Linked DNA regions of Mus musculus: regions 1, 2 and 3 are each linked to region 4. The links are chromatin contacts, called in public promoter capture Hi-C maps. All regions are on one chromosome and are shown on one strand. The core of a region is the stretch at or near the end of the contact, and the rest is flanking DNA. Distances in the headings are between cores, read along the strand shown.

Region 1 (4,750 bases), core at 64-2,563, 490 kb before region 4:
TAGGCCAGGTAATTAATATACATATATATATATATATATATATCACATATAAAATAACATTTGTTAAGAAGCCAGCCAGGTGTGGTGGCACACGCCTTTAATCCCAGCACTTGGGAGGCAGAGGCAGGTGGATTTCTGAGTTCGAGGTCAGCCTGGTCTACAGAGTGAGTTCCAGGACAGCCAGGGCTACACAGAGAAACCCTGTCTCGGAAAAAAAATAATAATAATTCAGGAGCCAGGCAGGTCTGTGGTGCCACATGCCTTTAATTATAACCAAGGAAGAGGCAAGCAGATCCCTCTAAGTTTGTGGCCAGCCTTGTGTACATATTGAGTTCTAGGCCAGGCAGGGCCATATAATGAGAGCTCAAAGAACTAAAACAAAACAACCCATCCTCAAAAGATGGAGGAGCGTCTGGACATCAGGGTGCACACCTGTACTCCCATATAATCCAGGCACTTATGAGGCAGAAGCAAAGGATCAGTTTAAAGTCACCATCTACTATACACCAAGTCCAAGGCCAGCCTAGGCTACCAGATACCCTGTCTCAGAACAAAACCAAACAACTAAAGGTGGGGGGCAGCTGCGATAAAATTCCAGCAAAGCCTCAACCTTCAGCCGAACATGGATCTAAATCTCCAAATATACGGAAAGAACGTAGGTGCTAGAGATAAAGCTTACCGTAACAGCGCTTGCCTGACGCCTGGAAGGCCTTAGGTTTATCAACATTGAGAAACAAATTACAAAACATTCCACATTTACAGAAAGTAATACAATGGATGCCTAACTTGCAGTATTAATAAGATATTCGTACACACGTTGCATTTTTCAGTGCTCCAAATTAAACTAAGGGCCTTGGCCATGAGTGCTCTACTACTAATCTACAACCCCAGCTTAGTCCCCTACTTACTCGCCCCACTATTTTCTTCCTTTTTCTTTCTTTTTTTCTTAAACACTTATTTGACGTGTATGAGTGTTTCGCAGGTATGCATATCTGTGTATAACCTGCGTGCCTGACACTCGAGAGGGTCTGAAGAGGGTTTTGGGTCCCCTGGAATTGAAGTAATAGAAGGTTGTAAGCCACTATGTGGGTGCTGCGAACTGAACCCTGGCCCACTGGAAGAGCAGTCAGCGTCATTAAATGCAGACGACCTCCATGTTGCCATATAGCCAGAGACGACCTTGAAATGTTGGTCTCCGAGTCTCCACTTCCCGAGCACTGGGATGGCAAGCAAATGTGGCATCAGGGACTCTTCAGTTAACTGAGGCCCAGGTCAAGCCCAGGGTGGGGGCGGAGCTCAGCGAGCGGCTGGGCAGGGCGGACGGTAGTGGGCGGGGCCTGGCGATCCGGATCCCGCAGGCGCGCTGGCTGCGCTGCCCGGCTGTCTGTCGTCATGGTGGGGCCCTGGGTGTATCTGGTGGCGGCAGTTTTGCTCATCGGCCTGATCCTCTTCCTGACTCGCAGCCGGGGTCGGGCGGCAGCAGGTAGGAGGTGCCGCCGTCCCAGGGCTGGAGGAATCCGTTTTTCAGAGTTCCTGGGCTTTGGTAGGCCCTCGACTCGTGCGCATGCACTGACGAGCTTTCCTGTGCTTACGAGGAGCTTGTGCGCTGGCCCGAGCTTTGCGCACGCGCCTTAGGACACACTCGGAATTAGCGCGGAGCCCAGAGCTGGGGATGCAACCTAGGAACCAAGCCTGCCTTTCTACTCTGCACCAATAGGAGAGGCTGCCGGTTTTCTAATCCTGCCCAGTGTGTTCCGCTTACTAGGAGTAGGAGGGCTAAGCAGCCTTAGGAAACTGAATGCATCTCCCGCCAAAGAGGGCACCCATGCTGCTTTGCCTCGCCTCCACCAGGGTTAGAAGTGGCCTGGCACTGACAACCTGACAGTCCCCCTTACTAACATTTCACGTAAGTGTAGGAGTTTCTATATATCTCTCTGATGCCTGACCCCATAAGCCACCTCAGAGCACCTCTGTGTCCCACGGGCAGAAGAGACAGAAGCTGAGGTAAAGCTGATTGCCAACAAGTCTTCCAGGGAGGGACGATTCAGCCTCGACTGTGACATGTAGTCTCTGGTTGGCGTACCCTATAAAATCATAACATAGCAAGAAGTAAATGTAATCTTGCAGCGGGCATGGAGCGAGATCTGTAAACCTCAGGGTGAGAGTATCCTCACAGGTCGCCTGTTCAAGATGAAGATATCAAAGGAGGTAGGAAATGAGAAGTGAGCATCAGGCCAAAGTGTGCGTACAAAAAAGGCCTTGACAAACCTAAGTTGGGACTTGGTGCTGTGGGCAGCAATAGTCTGAGGTGGTTCAGCAGGGGGATGAGACTCCCAAGATCCTGTGCTTCACTCTCTTGAAGATGGGCTGCTTGACAGTGTTATGATTCCTCCCTCCCAAAAGCTGACGGAGAACCACTGCACAATGAGGAAGAGAGGGCAGGAGCAGGCCAGGTAGGCCGCTCTTTGCCCCAGGAGTCTGAAGAACAGAGAACTGGAAGCAGACCCCGGCGTCGGAGGGACTTGGGCAGCCGTCTACAGGCCCAGCGTCGAGCCCAGCGAGTGGCCTGGGAAGACGGGGATGAGAATGTGGGTCAAACTGTTATTCCAGGTAAGAGGGCCCAGCCTGGGGGAGGGCTGGATTAAAGGCGTTCGGAAGTCTCCCAAGCTAGAGACACACAAGGAGCATGAAGCCAGTGGAGGAAGGACATTTAGTGGTAGGACTGGAGTCTTGGGCCTGGGCTTTGGTCCTTGAAGTCAGCATTTCTTAACTCAATCCCTGTTCTATTGGGCGTCACTTCCTTCATCTTGGTTCAGTGCAATTAGCTGTAACCCTAGAATAAGTGCTTAGAAATAGAGACATTTCAGCTGATATTTACATCCACACAGCAGACACTTGGAGTCTTACAAAATCCGCATGGTTGTGGGAAAGAATGTGTCTTCTCTAGTACTTGAAGTCTGGCTTGGTAGGAAGAAGAGAATTTAGGGGAAATTGGGCTTTGGCTTTGACTCCTTGGGATTATTAGCCCCTTTGTCTTAAAAAGAGACCTTCAGTGGGTATGTGTGCATGCTTATAACTCCTGCACTCAGAAAACAGAGGCAGGAGCATGGGAAGTTTCAGGCCAGCCATGCTTATATAGCCGTTTCAAAAGCAGCACCCAGCCGCAACAAAGAGACCCTCTCTTCACCGTCCGTCCTGTCTCAGATTTGGGTCCTATACTCTGAGGCCCAGGCATCAGCGTATCAGTTATTTTCAGCTGGCCCTGGAGTAGTCCTGAGGTTAGGGTTATTTTTTTCTGTCTGGCTCTGTTACGATAAAGCATCCTTTATTTTAAAGATAAAGCTCCTTTGGGAGGTTGTAGGTAAGGTTGAAGGAGTCTGAGACACTCATCAGTTCCTGACTAGAACATACAGGACGTTGGATTTATGCAGGAATAAACTTCCTTGGAGGTTTGGCACAGAGACAGAAATTAGGGACTTCTGCAGGTACATATGAGTCTCAAACATTCAGGTATTGACATCTTACAGCTGTGCAGTATCTAAGTCTCCTTTGTCCCTGTGTGTGGCCTTCCACCACCACCACCACCCCCCAAGTACATAATGTGTTTGTTCTTACACTGGTATGTGTATGCACATATATGGTAGATGCTTCTGGAAAGCAGAGGTAGGTAGAAACCACCCCTACCCTATCCCTTAAAGAAAGTCACAAGGGGCGGGGGTGAGTCTTCTCTGTCTAGGACTCAGATTGTCTTTGTCTGATCATACTCAGCCCAGGAGGAAGAAGGCATTGAGAAGCCAGCAGAAGTTCACCCAACAGGGAAAATTGGAGCCAAGAAACTACGGAAGCTAGAGGAAAAACAGGCTCGAAAGGCTCAGCGAGAGGCAAGCAAGAGGTTGGGGAATAGCTCCAAGGGGTAGGAAAAGAACCAATCTCTAGTTCCCATGACAGACTGCCCTTGGGGTTCCTTTTACGCTCTGCTGGTGTTTGCTGTCTCCCTGGCTTTGTGGCCTGCAGTCTTAGCCCTTGTCCTGGCCCAGGCAGTGGCTTTCTTTGGCCTCTGTGGGGGGTGAGAAAACTAGCTAGAGGAAGAGGAAATGTGCTATAGAAATCTCTCTCTAGGCAGAGGAGGCTGAACGTGAAGAACGGAAACGCCTAGAGTCCCAACGTGAGGCCGAATGGAAGAAGGAAGAGGAACGGCTTCGCCTGAAGGAAGAACAGAAGGTAAGATTGACCCTGGACCCTGTTGCCTGGCCCATTAGTATCTAACCTTGCTCCCAAATGTCTCCATCCTACAGGATAGGCCATGGTACTGGGTATGGTGGTGACTCCTACCTATAATCCCACTCCTACCTATAATCACTTGAGAAGCTGAGGCAGGAGGACAACCTGGACTAACTAGCTAACTCCTGTCTTCAAAACTAAGGATTGACCATGGACCCAGCACAAGGGCCTGCCTCAGAACATCACCTGCCGAAAGAGCATGGCTTTGACCTGAGAGTCTCTTTCACACACACACCCCCTCAATTTTATGTGTATGGGGTGGGGGGTTGAAAAAAGGAGCTGGGTATGATGGTACAGGGTTTTTATACTTTGGGAGTCAGAGACAGGCCAATCTCTTAAGTTCCAGGATGGCCAGGGCTATGTAGAGAGATCCTGTCTCCAAAAAACCAAAACAAAGCCTTTTACGTGTATGGGTATTTTGCTTGCATGTATGTCTGTACACTGTGAATATCCCTGGTGCCTATAGAGG
Region 2 (4,796 bases), core at 590-3,089, 480 kb after region 4:
CTCAGGTTGTGAGAGCCCTGGGTAACAGTGACTAGGGAGATGCTCAGGAGCTCCGACTCAGCAAGTAGGCAGACAGCCTGAGACACAGCCACCAAATGCCGTACAACACCAGCAAGCATTCACCTTGGGCTGGGAATCCTGCAGAAGGAAAGCTTAGGGTAGAGATGAGAGAGGGCCGGGGGCCTGGAGTCAAGGCCAGAGGGACATGGAAAGTTCCACTCTCCCTGCTTGGCTGGTACTACACCACACTCCACAGCTTAATCATGCAAAGCTGCAGGCTGACAAACTCTCCACAGCATTGCTTGTCTAAGGGGAGGATATGGTGAAACAAGTGACAACGTCTGTGATGAACCAGGTACTCACCAAATAGCCCTGTCTGTCACCCTAGTTGTATGAGAGCACGCAATGATCCAGCGGCAGGAAGAGGATGATGCCCCAGAGAAGTACAAAGTGTGGCTGGTACATCAGAGCCTGATGACGTAATCACCATTACCTGGAGGACAGCTGTAGGGAAGTCCTGGCCACATGCCAGCTATGGCAATTGCTTTTGGCATTTCCTCCTTTCACTATGCCAAGATCCCAGTGGGGTTCTTTCCCCCATTCTACAGATAAGCAGATTGAGGCTGAACCCACTCACTTGACTTAGGGCTCTGCACAGATGGGTGGCAGAGGCAGAGACCAAGCTGACACATCCAATGTTACTACTAGCTGTAGCTGTCATCGACCTTGTTCAGGTAAACAGATCAAGTCACAGACACTGTAGAACCAAGTCCTCAGAGTGGGCGTTTGTCCAGTAGATGATGGGAAGGACCAGATCCATCTAGGTCTGGGTGATGACTTGCTGTGTTCTGTGTCCAGTTTCTAAGCTCTCCAGCCTCTGCCTCTGCGCCTGGCCAGAATGTGAGGATTAAAGTTGATGTCTTTGCTCACTGCCTGGTGCAACCCAGGTGTTCATGACACGGACTGCCCAGCCAGCCTCTGCTATCCCCCCCCCCCCACAAGGTGAACATCTCTGCAGCTGACTACAGAGACAAGCATGTTTCCTTCCAAACTCAGAGACATGGGTATTCTGGGAGGTGTTTGCAGCCATCCTTGTTTGTGAGAACCAGGGGCTGCCAGAGAAAACTGAATATTGAACGGCAGCCTCTGGTTGAGGAAAGGCAGTGTCTGGCATCAACTCAGACAGGTGCCCAAGTCACCTGGCACTCTCAGGCAAATGTACACTCATATGCATGCTAGTGTGTGTGTGTGTGTGTGTGTGTGTGTGTGTGTGTGTGTGTGTCCCTGCCAACATGGAGCTGAATGTTCCTCTTCTATAACCAAGACCTCTGCTTTGAACACTTCAGCATATCCTTTGGTTCCCTATATTTTGAGACAGCCTTTGTTTCTTGCATTCCTCCTCCTCCGACCCCCTGTTCCTCTTTTTCTCCTGATCTTTGATAGCCTCTGTGGCTGTGGCTCTTTCTCTTTTCCTCTTACTTTGCCTAGGCTTCCTTGTGCTTCAGACATGCCTCTCTCTGTTTCCATTCTCTGATTCTCAACTTTTTTTTGCCTTTCTATTGGACTCTCTGCGCCTCTCTCTGTCTCCTCCTATCTCTGCCTTTCCCCCACCTTTGTCTCTGTTTTCCTGTGACACTCTCCTGGAGATGCTGAAAAGTGGCCGCATTGAAAGTGACAAACAGCGCTACACCAGAATCCACCCCCGGGCTTCGCGAAAGCATCCTCCTCCACACCCACATCACCAGGAGCAGCTATTGTGTCTCACTCGGGCCCAGGGAGTTGAGTGGAAGGACCCGGGGGTCTGAGCGTTGACTGCTCTGCCACTCCCCCATTGGCTCCTGGCAGCCTGTGCTCTGTGAGCGAGCGCTGAGAGGGCTGAGCGACAGGGGGAGACTCTCATCTATAAAAGGGGAATAAGGCTCCAGAACTGCCATAGGGGGATTTGGTAGCCCTCGTCGCTTCCTCTGTGGCACTTCTCTGAGCTAGAGTCAGGGTACCTTCTGAATCTTGGATCGGCCACCCTACCACCTGATCAGCCAGAAGCCTGCCAGGGACAAAGCAGTAAGCAGGTAAGATCCGCAGGGCGCTCAGGCTCTCTGGCTTTATGCATGTGCTCCTGGTGCTATGCAGGGGCGCCGGTGGGAGCTTGGACGGGGGAAGTTAGGTTTGGGTCTGGTTACTCAGCACAGGGAAATCATAGTTTCAAGGTGAGCTTACAGAAGCTCAGAGAGTCCAAAGAGCTGCCTGTCCTCTGGAAACCATGCCCTGAACAGTCCTGGCGCCCACAGGTGCTAGCGGGGCTTCGCCTCTGCCACACAGCAGTCCCCACACTAGTTTTCAGGATCTGAGGAGAAGGTGGTAGCCTGAGTGGAAAACTGAGAGGTTTCACTAATTAGCATGATCTTAAAGGTCAACGTTCTCACTGGACTTAGCTTACACAGGTTGGGAACGTTAATGAGGTTCAGGACTCGGCATTTGCCAAGTACCGATCTGCACCATCAATGCATAAATAAGTGCCGTCCTTTTTCACTCTTTTTGAATCACGTTTAATCTCTGACAAGGTGCTGATTTGAGTGGCTTCCTTTGATTTCACTCAGAATGAAGTCTGGGGTTGTTTGGTTGAAAGGGAACTAGAAAGGAAAGCAAGAGCTCGGCTGGATACCCAGTCTGAGGGGGACTTCCCATGTCAATTTCACTGTGAAAGGACTTGTTGCTTTCCTGTAAATCACAGTCACGCTACCGCTGGAGGCAGCTAAGTTAGGCTGGTGGAGGCTCTTTTGAGGAAAGTCACCCGCTCTCTGATAGCAATGCTCATGTTTAAAGAAAGTGCTGTAGAACCCCAAAGTTTGACATCAGCAAAAAGCTGGCGAGCTTCAGAGACGGCGACTGTAGTCACCTCCATGATTGAACAGTAAATTCTGTGTCTTGTCACTTTTCCCTGTGTGTGTGTGTGTTTTCTGAGAACCTCTCAAGATTTACAAGTATCCCTTAATAAAGCCTCCGAGCTCTTTAGGTTATTGGATCTGGTTTCGAGTACCCTCCCACAGAGAGCAAACCTTCATTATCACCCTTCTGCCAAGGGTTGGTGAAATACACACTGATATCTTTCTAACCTGACAGGCGTTGCTGTCAAGATCTGTTGCAAAACCTCTCAGAATGTCAGTCCTTTTCTGTTCCTAGTCATGGGGGTTTCATGCCTACGCTCTGCTCACCCTCCTCCTCTGCTCACCTCACCAGTGCTCCCATACCACCCCACTTTATCTTTTGTTCTGTTTTTACAGGTCATTCATCCCCAGGCTTTGAGATCTGCGTGGGGGAGCTCTTGAAGCAGCCCCAGCAGGGTGAGTTATGTGTGTTGTGTGTGCATGTGTGTGCGTGTGTATTGGCATAATCCTGAGCCCACTGCTTTGTCCTCATTGTGCTAAGTGTGATGGGTGGCAGGTGACTCCTCTTGTCTCCAGGAGTAGCTGGCAGATGGGAGTGCGGTGTCACAATGGGTCCACGGATGCTGTGTGGTAGGATCCACTGTTTTGACACCGTAGGCTACTCAAGCGGTTGGGTCAGGGCTGTTTGAGAAGACACGTGGAAGGGTGTGATAACTCTCAGGACTTCCGGAGCTTTACCTCAAGAATTTTCCATGTATTGCCTAAGTGTGTGTGACCCCTCCTGAGCCTGTGCTGAGTTCAAACCCAATGGTCTTCCATTATTTGCTGCGTGTAACTTTGTAACGACTGCTTTTCCTTTTTCAGCCGTAATCTCCTCACCAATATAATGAAGATAATAATAATGTCCTTTCCCTATGTCACTACAAGACTCCTATGGGAGGCTGTATGCGCCTGGCATTTGGTAGGCACTCAGTAAATGCTATTATGGCTACCTCTCTGATGACTCAAAATGGTTGGCTTCAAAATGAAGCCCTCCCCTCTCTTATAAGGCATCGTCAGTCATCCCATTCCATCCTGCTGCGCGCTCTTCCGGGGAAACCTGACAAAAGTCAAATATTTCTGGGACCAGTGTTCCTCTCCCCACTCCTACAGATGACGCCATTGCTTCATCTGCCGCTCCCCACCCCCACCCACCCCTGAGCAATGACGTCCCTCCCTGACATCCCACCCCACCTCCAGTTATCCTGGCACAACGTTTCCATTTATCAGATCTCTCCCTCATTCTCCGAGGGGTCTGCAGTTGCTGGTTTGGTTTCAGAGCATCTCTGAGAAGGTGTGGTCAGCAGACAATCTCTCTTCAGCAGTTTGCTCCTCTTGGCTGATAAGTGATTGGCAGATCTTATGAGGTCTGACAAGGTGCTAAGACAACACACAGCAGACCACACTAGGGGAGATTGTAACATCAACTGAGTCCTTTGCAGCTCAGCCCGGATCCCACTCCATACTCCCACAGGGGCTCAGTGGTCATATCTATGAGGCCGGTGACCTGCTCAGGAGTTTCCCCCTCACCCTACCCCCAGATGCCCACTGACCAGGATGCTTAGCCACTAGCTGCAGACACACTTGCCGGAGAGTAAGGTGTCTGCAGCGGCTTCAACTGCCTTTGCCCCCAGTCTTATTCTATTTAACTTGATAAAGGTTTACCGAGCAGTTATTATGTAGCTCAAGGGGCAGTGCGGGGAGGGAGCAGGACACCACATTGGCATTGTCTTCTTTGCCCCTCCCTTCTCTTTTCCATTCACCCACTTGCCCAGCATCCACACTGACTCTGCCCCCACCTTGCCCCTTGTCCCTTTCTTCTGACTGTTCATCTCTCTCCCTGCCCTCTCATTTTCCTTTTGCCATTCTCCT
Region 3 (5,255 bases), core at 1,146-3,645, 440 kb after region 4:
CAATTGTATTTTTAGTATCCAGTCACGCTTGCCACATTTCCAGAACGTAATTGTCTCACGTAGGTAGTGCCTACTGTATTAGAGTATACCATTTTCTTCCTTGTTCATTCAACAACCTTTAGTTGCCTCTTAGCCCTGGCCAGTGGGAAGCTTGGAGACAGACTAATCAGTCTCCAAGGTCAAATAGAAGGCCACTGTCTAGCAAAGCCCAGGCCCTCATACCTCTCTTCCCTTCATGGCAATTTCCTAATCTGTTGGCTGTCTCTGTTGTCCTTTCAGAAAAATTTCATTTGAAGCCATGTATTTCAAGATTAGGGTAGATAAATGAAAACCTTCTAAGCAAAGGACACTTAATTTAAAGTTGAATGAATCTCTAACAAATCAACTTCCTTATTTTCCCAATAAAGAAGTTAAAATCCGGCATACGAAAGCTATCACCCCCTGGGTCACAGAATCGTAGCTGAGATGATGATGCTGGTCTTATGACTCCCGTTCTGGGTCTCACTGCAAGGGACCTACTGCCTGTCTTCGAGATACGAAGGTGACATCACCCAAGGAAATAATTAGACCAGAGAGTTAGCCATGATTCACGGCTGTCTTCTGAATTTCTAAATATAGGGATGAGAAGGTCAGGCAGAGGGAGGTGTCATCCAGCCCAACGAGTTCTCAGAGGCACGTGCTCCCTTACCTACAGAGATGGGGTAGGCTGGTTGCCTCTTTGCAAATGTTACTTGGGACTCGACTCATATCTTAGCTGCTCCTAGATTGTGGACGGATTAATTTCTATTCCTTTGGGGATGCCTCTGTTCACTCAGCTAATGTCCCTGTCCTCTTTCCCTTGAGAAAGATACAAGGTCATAGCTATTGCAATTGGCAGAAATTGCAGACATACAAATTTGAAAGCTGTCCACCTATAAATGTAACTGTGAGCCTACGAGGTGACAGCCTGTGCTGCAACGCATTTCCTGTATCTCAGTTTCTGCGAAATAGCTTCCAAATCTGCCTACGGCCTCACTTTCCGCTTTTACTTGTATCTCGAAGACAGGCAGTAGATCCTGTGCAGTGAGACCCAGAACAGGAGTCATAAGATCAGCATTATTATCATCTCAGTTATGATTCTCTCTCTCTCTCTCTCTCTCTCTCTCTCTCTCTCTCTCTCTCTCTCTCTCTCTCTGGGTGGGTGGGTGTGTGGGTAAGTGTGTATGCGTGCACTCCTGTCTGTCTCTCTGTCCTGACAAAACACATATGTTAATATGTCTTTATGGTTGACTTAGAACTTGCTATGTAGATCATCCTGTTCTCGACTTGCAGAGATCTTCCAGCATTTGCCTCTCAATTGCTGGGATTAAAGGCATGCCCCACCCTGCCTGGCTACCATCTTGTCCCTTACTAACAAAGGGCTTGGATGGAGTTGTCCTCTAGTCCAACTAATTCTCCTCTGGGTAGCAGAACTGTTGTCATTTTAAAGATATAATTTATTTACAGAAAGTTCACTTTTTTTTGGTGTACAGTTCTGTGAATTTTGCCAAGCACACAGTCATAGAACCACTATCAGAATCAAGAGTTAACAGGGCTCTGATATACCTAAGGTTCCCCTGGAAACTCTGCAGCCAGTGCTTCTTTCCATTTCTAGCTCCTGACAATCACGGGTCTATTTTCTACTCACAAAGTTTTAGCCTTTCAAAAATATCACACACAATAGAATTACATAGTGAATATCTCTTTACAATTGTGAGTGCTTTACAGTTGACCTCATGCATTCAGCAGATGAATCCTACTCTCTTTGTCCAGGTTGTTTTCTGTGCTGTTTGCTTCTCTTGTTGCTAAGTAGAATCCCACTGAGCTAATGGGCAGTTTGTTGATCCTTAGTCAATGCCTGACTTACTTCCAAGTTTCTGGAAGCTGCTACAAACAATCACCTGTAGTACACATATGTGTATGTGTGATATGTGAATACATGTTTGCATTTCACTTGAGTAATTCTTAGAAATCAGTTATTGGATGGGTAGTGGTGGTACACACCTTTAATAGCAGCACTCAGGAAGCAGAGGCTAGTAGATCTCTGAGTTCGAGACCAGCCAGGTCTACAGAGTGAGTCCTGGACAGCCAGGACTATGAAAAGAAACCTCATCTTGAAGAAAAAAAAAATCAATTGCTGGGCTGGATAGTGTATTACTTGCTTTTTGTTTGTTTGTTTGAAGCTGTGACAAAATACTAGACACAAACAACTTAAAGAAGAAAGGATTTGGTTTTGTTCACAGCTTCTAGCCAGAGTCCATCACTGCAGGAAAAGCATGGTGGCAGGAGTGGGAGGCAGACAGTTACATTGTATTCACAGTCAGAAGCCTAGAGAGGTTGATTATGCTGGACCGACTTTTCTTTTCCTAAAATGGTGTAGCCCAGATTGGCCTCATGATTCTCCCCCACCGCCTCTTCAGCATCTGCCCACCAGTGTTTGGGACCACAGTGGCTCTTCCTTATTGTTGTTCACCTGACCCCCAGTCAGTTGGCCAGTGCTGCCTACGTTTAAGGAGAGTATTGGTGCCCCAGTTAAACCTCCTTGGAAATGCCCTGACAGACCTACACAGAGGTTCATCTCCTAGGTGATTTTAGACCCTGTCAGGTTGGCAACAAAATGAACTATCACAGATGGTGAGAGTATTTCTAACTTCAAATGGAAATTGTAAAATTGTTTTTCAAAGTTGTAATTCTCACAGTATGTGAAGAGACTATTGCTCCAGTCTTAGCTGCATTTGGAACAGTTTAGAATTTTTGTGTTTTATTACTTCTTTGAGTATTTTATAAATGTATTTTGATCGTAGTCACTGTCTTCTCCCAACTCCTCCCAGATTCCCTCCTTTCCTACCTAACCCTGTGTCCTCTTGCTTTTAAACCCATTGTCTTAATATCTTCATTGCTGTGAAGAGACACCCTGACCAAGGAAGCTCTTATAAAGGTCATTTAATTGGAGCTGGCTTATAGGTTCAGAGATTCATTCCATTATCATCAAAGCAAGAGCATGGCAGGGTCACAAATTCCACCCCTACAATGACACTTCCTCCAACAAGGCCATATCTCCTAATAGTGCCACTCCCTTGGCCAAGCATATTCAAACCACCACACCCATCAAGTACAACTTGTACTATCTGAACATTCTAGAAAGTATGGCCTTCTACTGGAGCATGGTCAACCTACCAGCGGTGACTCCCTTAAACAAAACTGACTCTCTCCCACTCTCAGTAGCCGTCAAGTTTTAAGAAGTTTTGAATGAATGTTCTTAATAAAAACTTCAAATGTGTGTTATGGGTTTAGCTCAGTGGGTAGAGTAGCTTCTGTGTAAACCTGAGGATCTGTGTTTGGGTCCCGGGGACCCATGTAAAAGCTGTATGCTACAGTGGACATCTGTACCCCAGCAGGCAGGCAGATCCAGGAGGCCAGCCAGGCTGAAATAGTGAGCTCTGGGTTCACTGAGAGAATCAGTGCACCCAAAATATAAGATGAAAGAGAGAAAGACGTTGTAGCATCAACATCTGGTCTCCAAATGTGGCCAAGAGGGCAAATGCATCTCCGTGCACAGCACACATACATGGACATGCATAACTGAGCACACACAGTTAAAATGTTACCACTTAATGACAATATGAACTAACCAGTACCCCCAGAGCTCCTGTCTCTAGCTGCATATGTAGCAGAAGATGGCCTAGTCGACCATCACTGGGAAGAGAGGCCCTTTGGTATTGCAATCTTTATATGCCCCAGTACATGGGAATACCAGGGCCAAGAAGTAGGAGTGGGTGGGTAGGGGAGCAGGGTGGGGGGAGGGTATAGGGAACTTTCAGGATAGCATTTGAAATGTAAATAAAGAAAATTAATAAAAGGAGAAGAAGAAGAAGAAGAAGGAGGAGGAGGAGGAGGAGGAGGAGGAGGAGGAAGAGGAGGAGGAAGAAGAGGAGGAAGAGGAGGAGGAGGAGGAGGAAGAGGAGGAGGAGAAGGAGGAGAAGAAAGAAGAAGAATGTAACCACTTTACACCCCCCCCCCCCAACTCCCGAGATATTCCCTCACATATCATTGGTCTTCAAGATCTTACAGATCTGGATGCCCGGACTATTCTGACTTCACTGGAGGAACCCGGCTCACTGAGGACTAAGTCTTGCCTAACGTTAGCAAATCAAATGTCTTGGATTCTTCAGGAATGTGGGAGTTGAGAAGTGACTTATCTCAGAAGAGACCAATCTTGTGTATCTCCACTTCCATTCCATAACCATCTGAGAGTGGGAATGCTGATAACATACATTTTGCCAAGTTATTTCCATGTTTACAAGATTTGCCCAGCTTCCTATTTGACAGATGAAGAAAAAAAATCTTGTATATTGTAGGAAACTGAAGTTCACTCAGGGGAGGGTAGCTGACTCTCTAGCCAAAGCGACTTGGGCTCAAGTTTTGGCTCTGCAATTATTTGCTGATCATCTCCAGTAAGATGCTCCATATATACAACCAAGCCAAGCTGCATCTACTTTCCACACTGGAGAGGATTAGATGAAATACTATAAACATCACGGTTAATATTTTTATTAATTATTCCATGTGGAATACTCGAGCCTTCCACGACTTGCTCTGAACCTAAAGACCCAGCCTTGTCTTTATCTCTACTTAAATACTCCATCTAGTGCTAGGGCTCTTTATGCTTAGAAGTCTTCTCCCATTTCTCACCCAGCAGGAGACTTCCCTATTTAGACCAGACTCACCCTGCAGAGGGCCCTCCTGTATAGACAAGGCCAGCCTTCCGTGGCTGGTGATCTTCCTGTCTCAGTGTCCCCAGTTCTGGTAATGTACTTCTGCATCAGACACTGTTCCCTTTCTTGACCTGAAAGATTTAGCATAAGAATCTCCTCTGAGAGGTACTCCCTGATTTGTAGGTGATGTCATGAGCTGTTTCTGTGAAGAATGAGGTAGAATTCAGAGGTTTGACAAAGGTAATAGGAAACACTTTGGCTTTCCTTCTCTGAGTTCCAATTCTGCCAGTTACTCACCAAGTTGCTTGCAGACCTCCTGCTGCTCTGATGCGGTGTGAGATGAATGGTCTGGGGAGTTTTGTGAGGATAGTCGGCACCGGTCCTTGTAAAGCACAGACCCTGGCCTATAATAAGAACTGAATTATAGTACTCATTCCTAATGCTTAGTATTTAGAAGCTATTATCCTATTTGTAGCAATTAACATCTATCTTCTAGCTATCTAATTTTTATTTATTTATTGC
Region 4 (5,164 bases), core at 1,265-3,764:
GGTAATCCAAGTGAGAGAGGCTGGTGGCTAAGACTAGCAGTCACAGCAGTGGAACCAATAACAAGGTAGGGTGACAGTGGGGGATGGACAGTTTCCTGACAGGTAGATTATAAACTGAAGAAAAGAACTGACTATGCTTCATGTCCTCATTACTTTGTTCTGTTCTGTTGTTTGTTTGTTTGTTTGTTTTGAGACAGGAGCCTGAGGAGCCCAGCCTGGTTTCCAACTCCTTGTGTACCCATCTCACTGTCTGAGTGCTAGGATGGTAGGCATAGCTTACCAGGCCCAGTTTATACAGTGCTGGGGATCGAACCCAGGGCTTTGCGTGTTCTACACAATCTACCCAATGTACCAAAGTCTTAGCACCATTCCTTGTTTTCGTAACTTGACAAAACTTCTGAGATGGGAAGGGAGGAGTAATAAGGCCAAGAATTCAGTTTTCAACATGTTAAATTTAGCCTATCTGCTGGGCAGCTATTAAGCAAGTGATTTTATATAAAAGACCAAAAGTTAGAAAAAAAACAAAAACAAAAAACCAAGGTCAGAGGAATAAATTAGAAAGTTCTAGGCATATAGGCAAGGATTAAAGAGTAATGGAGCCAAATGAGATTAATTCATTAATTCATTAAACAAACACTTACTAAGCCCTTTATGCTAAGCAGTATTCTAAATAATAAACAGTTTACAAAGAAAAATCCATAATGTATCGGAGCTTACATGCTAGTGGGGCAATAAAATAACTTAAAAATATATACAGTACTCTCTTATCCAAGTTTCAGGTACCTTTGGTCTATCAGTTTGAAAATACTAAATGAAAATTCCAGAAATAAGCAACTAATGTTCTGTGTCATGCACTGTTTTGAGTAGCAGGAAGAATGCTATGTCTTGGCCTTAACCAGAGATCAGCCCTTGGGGAAGGTGTCCATGCAGGTGTCCACGCTGTGTGTGCTACCCACTCAGTACTCATAGGATCTCACTGCACTGGCGGGCCTACACTGCAGCACTGGTGTTCAGGTAGTTCCTGTTATCTTTTTGTTTTCGTTTCGTTTTGTTTTTGTTTTTCAAGATAGGTTTTCTCTGTGTAGCTCTGGCTGTCCTGGAACTAGCTCTGTAGAGCAGGCTGGCCTCGAACTCACAGTGATCAGCCTGTCTCTGCCTCCTGAGTGCTGGTGTTAAAGGCCACCACTGCCTGACTAAATCCCGTTTTTGTTTTTGTTGTTTTGTTTTTTCAATAATTTTCTTTTATTCACTTTATATCTGGATCATAGCCCTTGCTCCCTCTTCTATTCCCAAATCCCGCCCTTACAAATCCCCCCCCCCGCCCCCACCATTGCCTCCATCCCATACCACTGTTGGTCCCAAGGGGGATTCCAATCTCATTCAGATGGGAAACTAAATAGTCATTGGAGGTGGATGGACAGAGGGAACTGGGTAGGGGAGGAAGGGGTGAGGAAGGGAATGGGTGGGGGTGGGGGTGTGATGTGGTGGGGAGGAGTTGGGGTTTTTCTCTGGTGGCTAGCTGGAGCCTGGGGCTGGGGAGGATACCTATGGAGGTGACTCTAGCTGAGATTCCTACCAGAGGGGGATATAGAGACTGAAGTAGCCACCTCCTGTAGCCAGGCCGGACTCCGAGAGGCGGGAAGGGGACATCAATCCAAACTTCGACCCAAAATTTGTCTTGCTTAAATCCCGGTTTTTAAAGTCAATTCAAGGGTGCCAAAATACACTTGCGTTAAGTGAAAAGGATATGCATATCGTAAGCGTGCTTATGTAGAAAAAAAATTAGCATATTGTGACTTGGGGAGTTACTCCGAGTCTGGGAAGGCATGCCCTTCCAATAATAAGGGGACTACGGTTTAGTATGTCAGATAGCAATCAATATTTGAAAACAAGCAAAAAGGAAGCGCGAAGAGCCTGAGAAAGTTGCATTTTTTTTTTTTTTTCCTAGAAAGAATGGTCAGGAAAGTCCTCACCAGGACTGTCATTTCTGTTTAAATCCTGGAGGTAAGGGCATGAGGGTGTGCATATACCTGCGAGTCTAGCGCTCCTGGTGAGACAAAAGCAAATGCAAAGAGGGAAGAACATAGAGAGAAGCTAGAGAAGTGGCTTCCTAGAGTGAGTTCACAAGAGCGCTGGGTGAGAACTGGATGGGAGTGGGGTCTGGGACATCGGCGTGTAAACCAAGCACTCCAGCGGAGACTTTAGCTGGGGAGGTGTCTGTCCTCCAAGGATGTTTGCCGCCCAAGTATGGTGTACGCCAGCATCTGGTACTAAGAACGCGGTGGGTAGGAGGATCCGAAGCTCAAGACCCAGTGAGACCCGGTCTAAAGCAAAACAAAACGAGGAGGAAAACTCCAATAAAATCAACAAAGGGGGGGAAAAATCCACCCAAAACAAAACAAAACAAAACAAAACCACCACACAATCCGTCAGCTGATGCTAATGCTCCGCCCCCTAATTGCGTTCCAGAGACCGGAACTCCAGGTCCGAGGCCGGACCGGAAGTAGCTTCACTAGCGGCGGCATTTTGCAGGCAGCATTTCCGTTAGCGGCGGCGGCGGGAATCCAGCGGCTGGCTGGCTGGCGACTAGGCCTCTGTGGCAGAGAATCCGGCGGGAATCTGAGCCATCCGAGCCGCCACCATGGTGAGAAGGCGCGGGCTGGCTGTAGGGCGCTCGGGGGTGCGGAACGGGGCGGTAGCTGGCGGCGTCCGTGGGCTGGAGCCGAGCCGAGCCGCCCGTGGCGGAGGAGGTCGGGGTGGAAGCCGCTTCATCCCAGCGCCAAAGGCCTGGACTTGCCGTGAGGCTGCGACCGGGTAGAGGGGAAGGCCGACCGGGGTACAGAGGCCGATGCGCGGCCGTCAAACGTCGTGTCCCGGAGCCACGGCGGTTTCGGCCCCGCGGCCTCCGTAGCTTTAAACTTGGGCGTCAGTGTGTGCCCGGGCTTTTGGAGCTGGCGCAGGCCTCGGGCCGACCGGGCAGCGCCGGGCGAGGCGGAGGAGTAGCGGAGGTCACGGCCCGAAACCGGAGTCGAGCAGCGGAGGGAGCGGGAGGCTGGAGGAGAGGGTTTGCCAGCAGAGCGCGCGCGACCTTGCTTCTCGTATTTTGATGTTGGGCTGTGTCGGGCGCCGGGGCTGCACCCTAAAGTAAGTTCTGTCTTCACTTGGGCCAGTTTCTGGCCAGGCAGTCCTAATATAGCTACAATATAACTAATATCGCAGTGGTAGCTCAGCGTTAGGCAAAAGTAACGGCAGTGGGAGGAACGAGAACGTTTTCTCCAGGAGGTGACTCCCAAATGATTGTTTCGGGGCACCCGGCTCCCCCATGGGAGGGAGGGTTAGCAATCTGGAAAACTGAGAGAGCAAAGCAGTCGATGGCACGAACTTTCCAGGAGTCTGGTTGCTGAAGGCCCAGTCTTGCTTTATCCTGTTGGTAGTGAACGATCGCTGCAAGATTTTTCCCAGGCTTAATGAACTTAAGTTCTTAAAGGTCAGCCAGGGAAAGTGGTCTTTGCTTGAAATCTCAGTTTGTTATAATTTCTGTACTCAAAATCCTAATTTTATTTAGTTTTGGCTACAGACCACATGTAATAAATACCTCGAATCTCTCCAAAAGATTACTCTAGTTGCGTGGCTGAAGAAACCCGAGGTGCTCAAACAGGATATTGCTTTTCTTTTTTCTTTTTTTCCAAGAGTTGACTGAGGCAAGTCCTTACATAATCTTCAGCCGGAGTAGCCTATTTTACCAGTAAAAATGAATGACACTGGGTCCAATTTTGAGGATCAAATGAAATACACAATCCCTTTCAAGGGCCTGGATATACAGGGAGTATCCAATAAGGTATATTAGCTGTTACTAGGCAAAGGGACCGATGTATGCTGATCCCCGTGAACAGTTATGTAAGGGGATTAAGCAGAAAACACAATCTGGATCTTTAGGTTAGGATGGGGTAATGCTTACGGGAGTGAACAGCACTTGCAGTTCCTGGCAGAGATGATACTTGGGTGGTTGGGGGTGGCATAACGCCAGTTAGATGCGGGTGGGGGGGCATGTTTCTGAGAGAGACAGGTACTTCTGTTTACCTTGGGATGTGTAGAGGCTCCCCCTTTATTTTTGCAAAGCTATATTGGAAGCCAGGATAGAAACTGTTGTTGCCTTAATTAAAAATTAAGGATAACAAGTTATATATCAGTATTAAGTATCCAAACTAATTAACACTAGCCCAGTAAAGTTAACCCTATTACACCAAGCCCTGGAGGCATGCTAACCAGTGCTTGGTTTGAGGACTCCATTCTTGCTTCAGACTTGATTCACTTTCTGGTAATACACTTTTCCTTAAGTGGGTTTTTGGTGCCAGTCAAATTCCAGTTCTTAGTTGTTTTGATGGATTTATATGTTCATAGCTCTGAGTCTGCCATTTAGTATGGGTGGATTTGGTTAATTTGTGGACACTTACAGTCCCCCGAGACAGACACAACATAAGCAAAGCCACTATAGTCTGAGGAAGATGACTTTTTTAAGGGAAGGGAGACTAGCAGGTTACCTGGCAGAAGTCTAGGCTGAAGCTGGGCGATAGGAAGAGTCTCAGGTAAAGACTGTGTGGAAGACAGTTGGAAATTGTTGAGAGATTAGTCTGGTGGAAGACTTGGGGGAGGGCCAGAAGTGAGAGAGTGCAGAAGAGCTGAGCCTCCCTGATGCCTGTTCTCCTCACAGACGGTGGGCAAGAGCAGCAAGATGCTGCAGCACATTGACTACAGGATGAGGTGCATCCTGCAGGACGGCCGCATCTTCATCGGGACCTTCAAAGCCTTTGACAAGCACATGAACTTGATCCTGTGTGACTGTGATGAGTTCAGGAAGATCAAGTAAGGAGAGGGCTGTTGGGCGGGAGAAGGAACTGAGGAGGAAGTGGATGGGATGGGCGGGCCACATGCTAGTGCTCTTGCTCTCCTGCTTTTGATTTAAATGGGACCGTTGGCCACCAAGACATATCTTCCTTCGTCCAGCAAACCTTGCTCTCTGAGTCTAGCAAAGTGGAAGAGGTGAGGAGGGCTGCTAGGCTTTTAATTACTCTGATTTGCATGCCCCTGGGTACTGGGGTAAAGGGCTCTCATGTTCTCCCCACAGGTGTGTGAGGGGGGAGAGCTTGATTTTCTGGCCTCATTA

What was found. Promoter capture Hi-C pulls out the DNA fragments that hold promoters and counts their contacts. Capture Hi-C pulls out chosen DNA fragments and counts their contacts.
Region 1: a promoter capture Hi-C map of adipose tissue shows a contact between it and region 4. The contact joins the promoter of Ddrgk1 here to the promoter of Snrpb in region 4. A contact is called at or near these places in 1 of 39 promoter capture datasets (erythroid cells), 1 of 484 Hi-C or Micro-C datasets (CD4 T cells), 2 of 115 datasets of contacts at active chromatin or transcription factors (effector CD8 T cells and memory CD8 T cells) and 1 of 9 other capture datasets (adipose tissue).
Region 2: a promoter capture Hi-C map of embryonic stem cells shows a contact between it and region 4, with 2.4 times the contacts expected there. The contact joins the promoter of Pdyn here to the promoter of Snrpb in region 4. A contact is called at or near these places in 9 of 39 promoter capture datasets (the 3T3-L1 cell line, the HPC-7 cell line, cranial neural crest and 5 more), 3 of 484 Hi-C or Micro-C datasets (gonadal supporting cells, tail fibroblasts and uterus), 19 of 115 datasets of contacts at active chromatin or transcription factors (the 230-238 cell line, SST interneurons, acute myeloid leukemia and 8 more) and 2 of 9 other capture datasets (adipose tissue and embryonic stem cells).
Region 3: a promoter capture Hi-C map of hippocampal neurons shows a contact between it and region 4, with 4 times the contacts expected there. The contact joins the enhancer-like site here to the promoter of Snrpb in region 4. A contact is called at or near these places in 3 of 39 promoter capture datasets (the HPC-7 cell line, embryonic stem cells and hippocampal neurons) and 4 of 115 datasets of contacts at active chromatin or transcription factors (bone marrow-derived macrophages, embryonic forebrain and embryonic stem cells).

The regions. Positions count from the first base shown.
Region 1 is chr2:130,661,208-130,665,957 of GRCm38.p6, reverse strand. It overlaps Ddrgk1 (DDRGK domain containing 1), which reads left to right and starts at 1,313. Exons shown (of 9, transcript NM_029832.2): 1 at 1,313-1,483; 2 at 2,404-2,610; 3 at 3,769-3,881; 4 at 4,120-4,221. The coding sequence starts at 1,393. It also overlaps a transcript of Itpa not described here.
Region 2 is chr2:129,696,981-129,701,776 of GRCm38.p6, reverse strand. Pdyn (prodynorphin) reads left to right here and starts at 1,839. Exons shown (of 4, transcript NM_018863.4): 1 at 1,839-2,069; 2 at 3,282-3,341.
Region 3 is chr2:129,737,916-129,743,170 of GRCm38.p6, reverse strand. No RefSeq gene overlaps it. Among named protein-coding and RNA genes, the nearest start is that of Pdyn, 41 kb to the right of the region's middle. Within about 2 kb of position 2,395, at least 7 of the 459 cell types and tissues checked have an H3K27ac peak or open chromatin away from gene starts, as enhancers often do. A contact at or near this core is called in hippocampal neurons, where this site is marked.
Region 4 is chr2:130,176,714-130,181,877 of GRCm38.p6, reverse strand. It overlaps Snrpb (small nuclear ribonucleoprotein B), which reads left to right and starts at 2,514. Exons shown (of 7, transcript NM_009225.2): 1 at 2,514-2,644; 2 at 4,712-4,863. The coding sequence starts at 2,642.